Linked DNA regions of Rattus norvegicus: region 2 is linked to region 1. A link is a contact called in public Hi-C data. All regions are on one chromosome and are shown on one strand. Each heading gives the region's core, a stretch centred on a gene start, on an enhancer-like site or on the middle of the called end of the contact. The rest is flanking DNA. Distances are from core to core; before and after follow the strand shown. Region 1 holds the start of Zfp330 (zinc finger protein 330). Region 2 holds the start of Usp38 (ubiquitin specific peptidase 38).

Region 1 (6,436 bases), core at 1,038-3,537:
GTTAGAACATACGTTGGCACAAATATCATAACGAATGGCAAGGACTATGTGGGCAGTAGTAAGACCGATGATCTGAAGAAAGCTGAGGAGGCAGATGCTAGAGGATGGTGTTCCTACCCGCAGAGTGGATGGGCAGTATGTGAGGATACTGCTCAGTTTGTACAACTATAAAACAAACAAAAGAACAAGGAAGAAAAGCCAAATGTGGTTGGTCCACATCTGTAATCCCAGCCCTTATGAAGCTGAGGCAGGAGTGTGGGCCACACAATAAGACTATGGTGAAGGAGGAGGAGTCATTGTGGTGGCGAAGGCTGCAAGGGAGCACACGGACCTTGAAAGCACGTGATCGGGAAGATCATGTTATATTACAGTGCTGGGTCAGGGTTCCTTCACTTATCATATAGAAAAGAATTATCAGTTTTGCTTGTGAATATTATTTAAATTTATATGGAATAGGTTTACTAGTGTTGTTTTAATGAATCATTTAAGACTTTAAGTCCATTTTACAGTATCAATAGTCCTTCTGATGCCAGGCAAACGTTCAACTGAACTTTGTTCCAAGCCCAAGAGAATACAAATACTCAAGCTACAGAATTGTGGACCAAGCTGCAGCCTATCTCCTTGTTTCCTTGTGTGTGGCATTGTTGAGGACACAGGCAAAGTGCCTAAAATGCAAGGAGGAAGCCCATGATCCATATTAGCTCTGTTAACATTTTGTGTTTGTGAAAGAGTATCAGGTCTCAAAAAGACTGAGGGCAGAAGGTGAGGTGTGGCCCCTACTAGCTAATAGCACATGACTGCCTGCTCATCTCACCTCAGCCCCTCCCCTAAACTCATCTAGCTCGTGGACTTCCCTTCCCTCAGCATTTTATTCTGATAGAATGCTGACATTTTTTCTGTGAGCTCTCCTGGCTCCTTTGATCTCCTGGTCCTCTCTTGGCTCTCTCTCCTCTTTGTTCTTTTTCCTTTCTCTCCCCCTCTCTCCCTCTCTCTCTCTCTCCCTCTCTCCCTCTCTCCTCTCACGGCTGGTTCAGTCTGCTCACCATGCTTGGTTTACAACTTTCTCTCCCTGCTCTGGACTCTTCAGATGCCTCTGGCAGTACTCTCCCTCACTTCTATAATGAAATCCTCTCCTTACCGGAGCCTTGGAGTAGTCATGCCCTCATTTTATACAAAGAGGAGGTGGTGATGTCTGTTGAAACTAATACAAGTGGAGGAAGCTTGAAGAAAGCAAGATGTTTTGATTAGATAGTGTTGTAAATGGGAATGAGAGATTAGGGAAATATAGGACAGAAGGAGAATCCCGAGAGGCTTGAGTTCAGTGACACAGTGTATCAGCACCCCACCCCAAATATCAATATAAGGACAGGTACATCATTTAATTATCAGGAGTAGGAAAAAAATGTGATGAATTGTGACTGGTGAGATGGGACTGTGTGGGATGGGATTAAGTGGAACTTGGGGGGAAAATTGAAAAAGATGACTAAACAAGAGAACACAGGAGAGGACAGGTTAGGAGCCCAGTAAGCTAAGACATTGGAGTTCCGATTTCGTTGACAAAACGGCTCTCTTTGAGATAAGGTTCGAGGTGTGGTTATGAGAGTGGATTCCTGGAGTGTAGCAAAGGTGATAGCAGATGGGGATGAAAAAAATCAAGAGACTAAAATGAGACGTTTTCTATTGGATTTAAAAGGTAAGGGCAAAAATACGGGTGAGTCTAAAACAGCTCCACTCAAAATATAGAAGGTGACAGGCAGTAAGAGATAATCGCGTGCGGCACCCGGAGTAATGTCAAGGACTTTCTACCCAAAGGTAAGTGGGGAGTGAGAGTGGAACATTTACCTCCAGTGTTATTTAAAGCAAACAGTCTTGTGGGAAAGTATAGTCAGATCTCAGCCTCAGAGCAGAAGCAGAGAACGTGGGAAGCTTTGCTCACAAAGGAACAGAATGCACACAGCAAAGAGCAAGCAAAAGACCCCTCAGAACTCAGAACATTAGTGTTGTGAGATTAAAACAAAAAGGGCGGGGGGGGGGTGGCGTGGGAAACTGTGGTCTCTCATGTGCATGCCTATAATCCTAGCAGAGAGACAGAGGCAGGGGAGTCGTGGCTTCAAGGCCGGACTTGCATTCATTATGTCTCAGAAAACAACAAAGAAAAATAAAAGTGTGAGATGTGAGGCTTGTCAGGTTCAGAGAAAGGAAAAGGATTTCAGAAGAATCAGGCAAAAAGTGCTAGTAATTTTTCCCTCTTAAAATTTTTTGTGGGTTCGTCTCTCCTTTCCTTTTGGACTTTTCAATTCTCTGAGTAAAATAATAAAATTAGAATGAGATAGCAGAGGCCTTGAGATCCTGAGGCTCTCTGACCGCTACTCGCAACGCTGGCGCTTCTTCTCTTCCTAGCAAGTCCACTTCCGGGAAGGCGAGCTCTCCCCCTCCTCCGGAAGGGGGCGAGGTCGGGGCGGAGCAAGCAGAACTGGGCGGGACGCGCTGGACTCTTCCGGTTACGTGTGCAACCTTGGTGCTCTGACGTTGCAGGATATCCGGTCTCTCGCCCACTGTTGGAAACGGGCTGTGTCTGCCATTCCGGCCCGCGGCTTGGCCTCGCCTCTGCGTCCTCGGCCACTGAGGTGAGCGGCGTGTCCCCGCGAGGTTGCGTGACTGAGTGGGCCGGGAAGGCGTGAGGGGCTCGCGGGCGGCTGGCGGGTTGCGAGCCGCGTGGATCTCCCCGCGCCACCCCCCTCCAGGCCTCCCAGAGCCTGGAACCCAGTGTCGCTCTGCTGTCATTAGCATTCTAGCTTGAGCTGAAAGAAACCTCTCGTCGTTGGCATAAACAGATTCGAGAAATAGAATCACTCTGAGATGTCTTAGTGGGTAGAGTATGCATCCACGGTCACCCTTGGTCACTCAGCCACACGCTCCAGACTTCAATTTTAAATACTGACTGACGGCCCCGTGGCTTGGCCACGAAGATTAACCACTAATTAGCTCTGAAGACTTCCCTGCCCGAAAGGATTGGGCATTAGAGTGAGAAAACAGAAGCCTGGTTGTCAGTATTGTAGGTTTTCTGAGTGCTGAAAACCAGTTTTGTAAGGATTGATGTCTGTGTGGAAAACAGACTCCTAAGCTTCTGACTTGTTAAAACTGTTGCTTCCAGGCATGAGGGACAGGCAGCGAAAGCGACTGTAGTTCCTTAGTCTCCTCAGAGAAAATGGGTTTACCTTGCAGTCAGCCCTTGGCTTGCTGGATATTTGTGTAAACCGCATGTAGGTGAGAGTGTACTATATAATACTATGTGTGGACAGCATTAGAGATGTGACTGTAGCTCAACATGGGTATTTCAACTTGGCACAAAACGAGTATTTTAGTCATTTCTTAATAATGGTGCACACATCGGTTTTTTGAATGAAGAGAAGAATAGGGTGAAAAAACATTTACTCAGGCAGTTAGAATGAGGTCCTTGATGCTGATGCAGTTTGAGAGTTGTTTGAAGCGCAGGGAGGGCCTTAGTTTAGAAGCCTACAGCTGGAATAATCCGTGTGTAATGTTGCTAAAGGCTTCAGACGTGATTCGGTGCATTTAAAGTTAAAAGGTTGATTTAATACTTAAGGAAAGTCTAAACACTGTGTAACTGAACCCAGCAGTTATGGCTGTTCGGTTTTCCTGTTTAGAAAGAAGGGAACATGCCGAAAAAGAAGACTGGAGCAAGGAAGAAGGCAGAAAACCGCCGCGAACGAGAGAAACAACTCAGAGCATCAAGAAGTACCGTTGACCTAGCCAAGCACCCGTGCAATGCTTCAATGGTGAGAGGCTTTTAAAACAAGGGCTGTTTGGTTGACTAGAAGGACTACATAGTACCATGTATAAGATCTATCTGAAAAGAATGATCAGCTACAGTGTGCTCACGTGTTCACCACAGGAAAAACCTGTTAGAGGTGTAGTCAGCATCTTTACTGAGTAACCTTTTTTGGTTAGAGTATGTATTACTTGTCGAGCCTGGAGTGTCACCTTGTATACTGCTGGTGACAGTAGATATTGAAGGCAAATGGGTAGCAGGAACGGGGGGGGGGGGCAGTTTTTTCAATATGTTCTTTAGTTCAGTGTTGGTCATGTTCTCTTAGCCAGTCTCCGTTCATTGATTTCTCCTGCTGAGTGCCCTGACTTCTAGATGTGTCCCAGGTTCTTAACTAATTTAATTTGTCTATGGTAAGCAGGCTGGTCTCGAGGAAGATTGTTTTTAAATACTTCATCCACATGACTTAGTTTAGCAAGTGCTTATTATTCAGGGGAAGATGTGCTCTGTATCGACTCTGGTAATGGTGAGCCTCTTTTATATGTTTATAGGATTCCCTAGGGTTGTAGGACCCATTGGTTTATGAATGACAGAAACACATTTCACCTTAGGAGAAAGTACCTCCACGTAGTGGAAGAAGGAGGGATGAAAGACGGGACAGCTAGGCCTTGGGACAGTCTCTGCCTTCGTTCTCTTTGCTCCTGCCTTTGAGGGTTGCCATGCTTTGTTTAGCTCCTTGGTTTCAGGTAGTGTGCTTAGATCATGTCTCATATTGTGAAGGTCACAGAGGGAAAGAGTTCTCATAGGATGGGCTTGTGTCCTTTTTTTGTCCCGGGACTGATTTATGGTGTACTCTGTCAGATTCCATGGTATAAATGTGACAGTGGGAACTGTCAGGTTCTTTTGAGAAAAGAGGAGTGCTCACAGACAGGACCGTGACTGGCGTACATAAGTGCATGCCATGGAGTAGATCTTCGTATTTCAGTAAAGGGGAAGGAGTAGAGGCATAGGGAGAAGAGACCGGAACATACTGGCGAAAGGCTGACCAATGGTGGCTTGACTCTAGTGTAGACCTGACTAGAGAGCTTCAGAAGCCCCCTCTAATGTGGATAGTTTACGAGCTTCACTGTTTCATGCCGTTTATTTCTAGCATCCACTCAATATAGGCAAATAGGATGGTTTTAATTAAAAGAGAAAATTGAGCAGGGACTTGTGTCTGTTTTCTCTAGCATTGGGTTTCTTTAAAACAACCACAAGGGAATCTACTATATTTAACTCCTTTTGTAATACGGCTTTTCCCCATTATTGATCACAGAATGTAACCTTTTGTTTACCCTTGCTAGTGGAGTATGTACAAGAGCTTAAACACATGGCTTGAACTGGATTTGGGATGTAGAACCAGTTACATTCTGATTTGGGAAAGAAAATAATCTGTATGATGTAAGTAAATGTTCCATTTTCATCCAGCAGACAATTAATGTTCTGCTTTAAATTTTACAGGAATGTGACAAGTGTCAGAGGTAAGTTTTCTTTCTTTCTGGATGAGATTGTCCTATGTGCTCTTTGTTGCTGTGATATAACCCTTGGGGAGGAAAGGGTTCACTCCATCATACTTTGATGAGGGAGGCCAGCGCAGGAGCTCCAGGCCAGAGCCTTGGGGCTGGAACTGATGCGGAGACCATGGAGGAAAGCTGCTTACTGGTGTGCTCCAGACCCAGGTTTAACTACCCTTGTACAACCCAGGACCACCTGCCAGGTTGGCATTGCCCACCGGACAGTAGGTCCTCCTCCATCAAGTAGCAGTTGAGAAAATGCTCTGCGGACACTGGCTGTAGCCAGTCTGATGGAGGCAGACTTCAACTGAGGCTCCTTCTCAGATACTCTAGTTTATGTTAAGGTGATGAAGTACTAGTCAACACAGGGATAATTGGTCTCATCCTTTATATGAAATTGACCCTATTTAAAACTTTTTGTTTTACATGACAAGGCGGCAGAAGAATAGAGCATTTTGCTATTTTTGTAACTCTGTTCAGAAGTTACCAATCTGTGCACAGTGTGGTAAGTACACAGCCATGAAGGCATGTCTTTATCAATCAAGTGTCTGCGTGGCAGTCACCAAGTCTAGGAGGAGCTGTTCCCAATTCAAAATAAAACCCAGTGGTATTTCTGAGAGAGGAAATCATGGTGTTTCCTAAGTAGCCTCCACAGGCTCTCAGTCTACTAGCAGGTCTGATGAGAAGACACACTTACACTGAGTGTGCAGTTTTTGCCAGGTCTCCCCGTCTTGACATTTCTGCTGTGTCTTCATGGAGACTTGCCTTAGGCAACCTAGTCAGCTTTACTCCAGACATACTGCAAGCTTCTCTGCACGAGCAAGTCGTACCTCTACTTAGATGGGGATGGGTTCAACTGGAGCCGGTTGGGGGTGTCATTGATGTGCTGCAGGTTAGTGGTTAGGGCTACATGTGGGAGTTTCTAGTGTTGTTCTAGTTTTCCAAGAGGTCACTTATTCAGTTCCACAGCTAGTGGAGAAGAGAGACTCAACTGCCTTTGCTGTACTCAATGCAAGTGGATGTAACTCGTAACTTGTAGACGAGTGCATTCCAGGCTCTGCGGTCATATCTGTGTATGAGTAAACCTAAGTGT
Region 2 (7,078 bases), core at 2,099-4,598, 1.7 Mb after region 1:
CTCGGCTTTATCTCCAGGGATTAAAGGTGCCTTTAATTAATTAAAGTTGTGTACCTCCATGGATCTAGATTTAACTGGGTAGGATCTTGCCCCAATGTTCCATTCCTTAATCCGCTATCTCCAAGAACACAGGATTCAGCTCCATTTCACTTCCTGGTGCCCCTTTAATATTCAAACCACATATTTTATTTTCTTCCTTTTTAAGCTTGCTACACTTGTTCAAAATGCTTTTCATGAGACTTAACCAGAGGACAAAGTCGATGCTGGGCATCTTTGAGACTTCCTTTGTCAATGCTATTAATCTCAGTCTCCTCACCTTAGCCTCAGGCAGACTCTTCAGACAAGGACAAAAATAGCCATGTTCATCACCAAAATACTACAAAAATAGTCCCTAGGCCATATATTGAAATTCTTCACTGAAACCTCTTGGGCTAGGTCCACACAATTCAAATTATTCTCAGCAACAAAGTCTTCCATATTCCTACTAGGATGGCCCACTAAGCCCCACTTAAAGCATTCTACTGCTTTCCAAATCCAAAGTCCCAAAATCCACATTCTTCCAAACAAAAGCATGGTCAGGCCTATCACAGCAGTACCCCAGTACCTGGTACCAACTTCTGTCTCAGGGTTTTACTGCTGTGAACAGACACCATGACCAAGACAACTCTTAAAAGGACAACATTTAATTGGGACTGGCTTACGGTTCCAGAGGTTCAGTCCACTATCATCAAGGCGGGAACTTGGCAACATTCAGGCAGGCATGGTGCAGGAATTGAGCATTCTACATGTTTATCTGAAGGTTGCTAGCAAAATACTCACTTTCAGGTAGCTAGGATGAGGGTCTTAAAGTCCATGCCCACAGTGACACACCTACTCCAACAGGGCCACACCTTCTAATAGTGCCACTCCCTGGGCCTAGCATATACAAACCATCACAGCTATTCTATCTCCTGAACATTGGTGTTATAGGCACACACTACCATACTCAGTTTACCCAGTACTGAGGCACAGGGCTCAACACAGGCTAGGCGAGAAAGCACTCTGCCAACTGATCTGCAGCCATACTTTAAAGTATTAAGCTCAGTGGCAAACTGCTTTCATATTAGCATGCAACCATTACTGCTGTTCCTTTCCAGAACTGTTCATCTTCCCAAACAGAAGTTGTACACCCTCTAAATAATCCCCTTCTCTCTTCCCTACACTTGTTGCAACCTCTATTTTACTGTTTCCATTAACTTTTCTAGTTACTGCACAAATAGGGAATCACAGTATTCATTGTTTTCTGGGTGGCTTCTTTCATTTGAGTTAGTGTGTTCAGATTTCATTCAGGTATCAAAACTTCATTCTTTTAAGGCTGAATAATGTCCCTTTGTATGCTTGTATCACATTTTACTTAACCACTCATCTGTTCCACCTTTAGGCCATCTTAAAAAACAATGCTGTGAACATTAATGTAGTTGTTTCTAACTCTTTGAGGTATGTGCCTAGAAGTGGAATGATCTCTACTTAAGTTCTTCATGCAGTGAGCTATATAGTGGCAAAGGCAGGTGAGCCCAGCACTTAGGAGATGGAAGGCAGAAGGAATCAGTAAGTCATGGTATATTCAAATAAGCCTTTCCGGGAGCAGCAAAGACAAAAGCAACATAAGCACAATCCTGGTTCTTCTGGAAATATTACTGTTACTTGTTTTCAAATGTAGCAGGATAGCCAAGCCAATATTCCTTGTAGCTTTATGTTCTACCTACCTGAAAAGGGATTGGGGGGGTGGGGGTAGGGGCTGAAAGCCATTCCTAGGTCTAGATTCAAACTCTTTACTCTCTTCCTACAAATCAGTCTCCAATTTCTCTTCACCCAGCTCCTATCTCCTCTCCACTGCTACTTTTAATACTATGAAAATGGGTATGTTAAAAATATTGACGTAATCATGTCTGTGGCAAGAAAAACCTTTTTTCCCCCTATTGGACACTTATAAGGTATACAATGATAACTAGCAATGTTTCACAATGATTTCACAACTATATTAAACAAGACTGAAGGAAAATATAATTAGGCAACATTTTCCAAAATAATAGTCTATGATTAAGGTTTGTGTTTCAGTACTAAGGGTACCAAGGGCCGGGCCTTGTCAGGTACTTTTAAGACTAGGTCACTTACAAAGACCTGGAGTTTAAAATCCATCTGAATCCTTGGGACTTAACTTGAAAGGGTACACGTGTGATGACCCCCATTTGTCCTTCCCTGCTCTAAAAGATCTTTAATATAAGCTTTATGGTATCTTCAAAAGTTTTCTTTTCAAAGTTCTCTTTTATACAAGCACACACACATGCCTTCAGTCTCAGGTTTGCGCTCCGGCCTACTTGAGGCACAGCTTATACACTGAACACTGACTAAAAAGGCTCACTATTTTTACAACCTTGTTTCAAATCATCACTAAACGCATGAGCTACCAGCACTCCTTACATTAGCAATCGTCTCATAGGAAAAACACAGCCACTTAAGGCAGTATGTCTTCTAAAAAATTTCCCCCAAAGCATGTTTTTTTCTTATACTTTTCTCACTTCCTCAAGCAGTGCTCCCGAGTTTGCAGAACTTTCTCAGACTCAAGATTTTAAACAATTAATATAGCACTTCCTCGAATTTTCTTCATAAGGAACGTGATCCAGACTACGACAGAGTAAAAGGGCTCCTCCATTTTGTCTCAGCAGGAGCCATCTTCGGCTTACTCTCAAACTAACACCATCATCCCCTGATGAAAGTGAAAAGTCCTGTACTCCAACCCTGTCCTAGAAACTCGGGGAAATGCCTCCCTAGCTGCAGGTTCGGGGCTTCTATTAAGCTACCTGCTTACTTTATTCCCCGTGCCAACAGCAAAGTAGGAAATAGTGTTTCCGTGTTCTTTGCCTTTTAAAGCTCCCTGTGAAATGCGTTATTCGGGCTGCCCTGTGAGAAGAGTTTCTCCTCAGGCAGTCGCTTAATATAGTCTCTCCATTCTGTCGTGCTGAGCGACCTCTGGGTCTCTAAGGAGCAACACCGACGGGATCCATGTGCGTCGAGTGACCAGACCCTCACAGTACAGACATGCCCTCCAGATTCCCAGAACAGCTCCTCCGGAAGTCCGCCAGTGACGTTCCTCATCGTCGCCAGTGACGCGAGAGTGGCCGCGTGACTCACTCAGTGCCTCTGCGCCTGCGCGCCAGGGAAGGGACCGCGGCCTGTCGGGGGGAGGAGCTAGATGGAGAAGAGGGGGAGGGGCGGGGCCCGCAGGAAATGTGTCGAATGTAGACGAGAAAGGACCGGAAGAAAGTGGGCGGGGCGAGGGCGGACCTATCTGCTGTGCCTCGGAACTTCACTTCCTATTTGCCGGTATTTCTGCTTCCGGGTTAAGGGTGTTCGGCGCTTCCAGCTCCTCTCCTTGGCAGATCGAGGTACTCTGGTTGACAGCGCCTCCTGACTCAACCGAGGGCGGCTTTTTACTGCCCACCCGCGGACGTCTGGACGCCTCACAACCCCGGGACGCGAAGGCGCTCCTCACCTTCCAGCTCAGCCTGGAGGCCTGGAGGGTCCCTGTGCCCGAATGCTGAGAGGGGTCGCGGGCCCAGCGAGGCAGCCGTGTGCGGACCTCCGGCTCCTTAGGCGGACCGCGGGGACTGACAGCCTTTCGGCGCCCCAGAATCGCCCGCTCCCGTCCCAGCTCGGATGGGCCTTCCCACTCGATAAATGTGGCTGCTGAGGCAGCGGTGGCGGTGGCCAGACCTGCTGCTGCTTGGCTTCAAGTTCACCCCCACCGCGGCTCCTTGGTGTCCCCCCGGGCTGCCGCCGCCAGCTCCTTATCCCCTGGGCCTGGCCTTGCAGAGTGGCGACGATGGACAAGATTCTGGAGGGTCTGGTGAGTTCCTCGCACCCGCTGCCCCTCAAGCGGATGATTGTGCGGAAGGTGGTGGAATCCGCGGAGCATTGGCTCGACGAGGCGCAGTGCGAGGCCATGTTTGACCTGACGACCCGCCTCATCCTGGAGGGCCAGGACCCCTTCCAGCGACAAGTGGGCCACCAGGTGCTGGAGGCCTACGCGCGGTACCACCGGCCGGAGTTCGAGTCCTTCTTCAACAAGACTTTCGTGTTGGGCCTCCTTCAGCAGGGCTACCACTCACTGGACAGGAAGGACGTAGCCATCCTGGACTACATTCACAACGGCCTGAAGCTGATTATGAGCTGCCCGTCGGTGCTGGACCTCTTCAGCCTGTTACAGGTGGAGGTCTTACGAATGGTTTGCGAGAGGCCGGAGCCACTACTCTGTGCCAGGCTGAGCGACCTCCTGACGGATTTCGTGCAGTGCGTCCCCAAAGGGAAACTGTCCATTACCTTCTGTCAACAGCTGGTTCGGACGATAGGTCACTTCCAGTGTGTGTCCACCCAGGAGAAGGAGCTCCGGGAGTATGTCTCCCAGGTAACAAAAGTGAGTAACTTACTACAGAATATTTGGAAGGCTGAGCCCTCCACGCTGCTACCTTCTCTGCAAGAAGTTTTTGCAAGCATCTCTTCCACAGGTAAGGGTCATTATTTCAGGGAAGTATGTCTTGGAAATTCAACATGTGTGTCTCATAAACACAGTGCACTTCCCGGAAACATTCTCATGGGGGCGGCAGGCATATTGTATTGAAGTAAATCCTCCAGTAAGAGACATTCTTGATGGATAGCAAATCTAAATAATTCTCATCCAAAATTTTACTCCACTTCACTGCCTTGTTCAGAATGGTATGCTGGAGCAAAAATGTTGAGTCCAAAGACCTTTGTCACTGAACAAGTCATTTAATTACACCACCTCTGTTCCAGTTTTGGAATTCTTATGGGCAGACAGCCAGGATGAGAAGCTTCTAGTCATTACTGATTAATGGTCATCTATGATGCTCGCCTCAGGGCGTTATTGTTCCTATGTGTAACCTATCATCTTATTGAAGGGTTGGTTTTGTTTTGTTTTTTCCTGTTTTCCAGTGTTCTCATTTTTTAAAAATTCATGAATTGCGCACAATCTATTATAAGATTGTCCCAGTTTACCATGTAGTGGTTTTAAAATATCATTGCACTCCACAGAAGGCAGGAGATCCAGGGAGCGTGAAGACAAGTGTAACAGCTTAGATAGCAGTCTGCCTTGTCTTTATCATGAACTTCATCCTCAAAAACTAGGGAAAGGGCAAAGGATTCTACTTAGAAAACCTCTCACCTAGAGTTTTGTCCGTGTCTGTCCCTGAAGGTGCTTTAAAATCTGTCCGTTGTGAAACAATAGGTTCACAACCAGATTCAGACTGAACTTTGTGGACCTGCCCTTGTTTTACCTTAGCCAGAAATGAGGGTTGAGCTTTAAAAGCTCACATAGTCTAATAATGTGTTTAATAAATACCAGGTGCATTAGCTTCCCATTCCTGTAATTGTACTTGTAGTCGTCATAGCTTTTGGAGGTTTCTCCAGGTCTTTCACTGTCGTACTGAAGCAGACCATCTGGATGCCTTACATTTTATATAAGCAAAGCCAGCCCCCCTCACCTTAATTTCTACTATCACAGTAGTGCAACGACAATATGAGCCTCTGACATGGAAATTAGAAGATTTGCCTAGTTGGTTCTTTCTCACCCCCATCCCCGATTACTGCCTTCCAAAGCATTATCAAACCCAAAAATGTACTATTAACAACAAATTAACTTATTGAAAAAACAATAGTGTTCTTCTTAGTGATGTGGCTGTGGACTGAGTGGGTATTGCTGTTTCCTCTCAGCCTCTCATTTCTATGGTTTAACTCAATTTAGCGTCTACCCATGATGTATGACATAACGTGTGTGTGTGTGTGTGTGTGTGTGTGTGTGTGTGTGTGTGTGTGTGTTTTCTCCCTGAACTAGTACCTCACTTTGAACCTCCATGCCGTATTTGTCTCTTTAACTAACAACTAGATGCGTCCTTTGAGCCCTCGGTGGCCTTGGCAAGCCTGGTGCAGCATATTCCTCTGCAGATGATCACGGTCCTCATCAGGAGCCTGACCACCGACCCAAACGTGAAGGATGCAAGCATGACCCGAGCTCTCTGCAGGTACCGGTCCTTCATACCAGGAGGTGGTCTGGTTTTTGGATAGTGGAAAACTTGAGAAATTTCTAAAACCAATCCAAAAGTAAATCTGTAGTTTCTCCAGATCAATTAGAATGATTTACCTTTGTATAGTCACATCTGAAGTTGTGTGGTTGGCTTGTTTTTCTCGATGCTCTAGTCCCTACTGTTTCCTGTAGCCTACTTCCGTGTGGGTGGTGGTGGTTACCCTGTATGGCTCTGGGTTTGGTTTGGTTTCTCTTAGCTAGGTAGGGGTTTTCTCTTTCAACTGCACTCCATAGGCGATACCTCTGCCCTTGTCTCCTCGGATTTGTTTGTTCGTTTGCTTGTTTGTTGTGTGTGTTGAATATGTATATGTACTGTGTGCATCCTTGGCATCAGAGGTTAGCTCCTGCAGCTAGAGTTATGAATGCTTATGAACCACTGAGTGTGCTGGAAATCAAACCTGGGTCCCTGCAAGGACAAGTGGTTCTTATCCGCTGAGCCATCTCTCCAGCCCCTACCTTTGCCTCATGGAATCTGGTTTCTCTCCCTTGTTCTAGCTGTTTTAACATTTTGAAAGTAATAGCACGCTGTCACTGGCATCTACTGTTGCTGGTGGGAGCTGCTGCCAGTCTGGTTGTCAGCTGTCTCTGATAACATGCTTTTCTTTAAGTCCTCGATGATCTGCAGTCTTACTCTCCATGTCTGAATAGAAACTGATATGCCCTTTGCAGTACTTTTATGCATATATTCAGTTGTTCATTCAAAGTGACTTACTGGGTGCTTAATAAGAGTGTCAGACCACTCAAATTTTCCTGAGCAAATTGATAAAAATAGCTGCTTTCTGGTCAGAGACCAACAGTAATGCAATAGCACTGCACGGTTCCAGCCTTTACCCTGATATTTAGGATGCTAAAATGTGTGGGAATGGGTGCCCTAGGTAAGCAGGCCTGGCTTTCTTGCCATACTGCTATATAATCACATTGGTTCTGTTTGGATTTAGGTTT

The links. Hi-C and Micro-C count contacts between places; a contact is called where the count stands out from the background.
Region 2: a Hi-C map of Schwann cells shows a contact between it and region 1, with 5 times the contacts expected there. The contact joins the promoter of Usp38 here to the promoter of Zfp330 in region 1.

What each region holds. Positions count from the first base shown.
Region 1 is chr19:42,215,926-42,222,361 of GRCr8, forward strand. It overlaps Zfp330 (zinc finger protein 330), which reads left to right and starts at 2,288. Exons shown (of 10, transcript NM_001108443.1): 1 at 2,288-2,627; 2 at 3,669-3,800; 3 at 5,291-5,310; 4 at 5,778-5,848. The coding sequence starts at 3,681.
Region 2 is chr19:43,907,126-43,914,203 of GRCr8, forward strand. It overlaps Usp38 (ubiquitin specific peptidase 38), which reads left to right and starts at 3,349. Exons shown (of 10, transcript NM_001107418.2): 1 at 3,349-4,544; 2 at 5,939-6,074. The coding sequence starts at 3,863.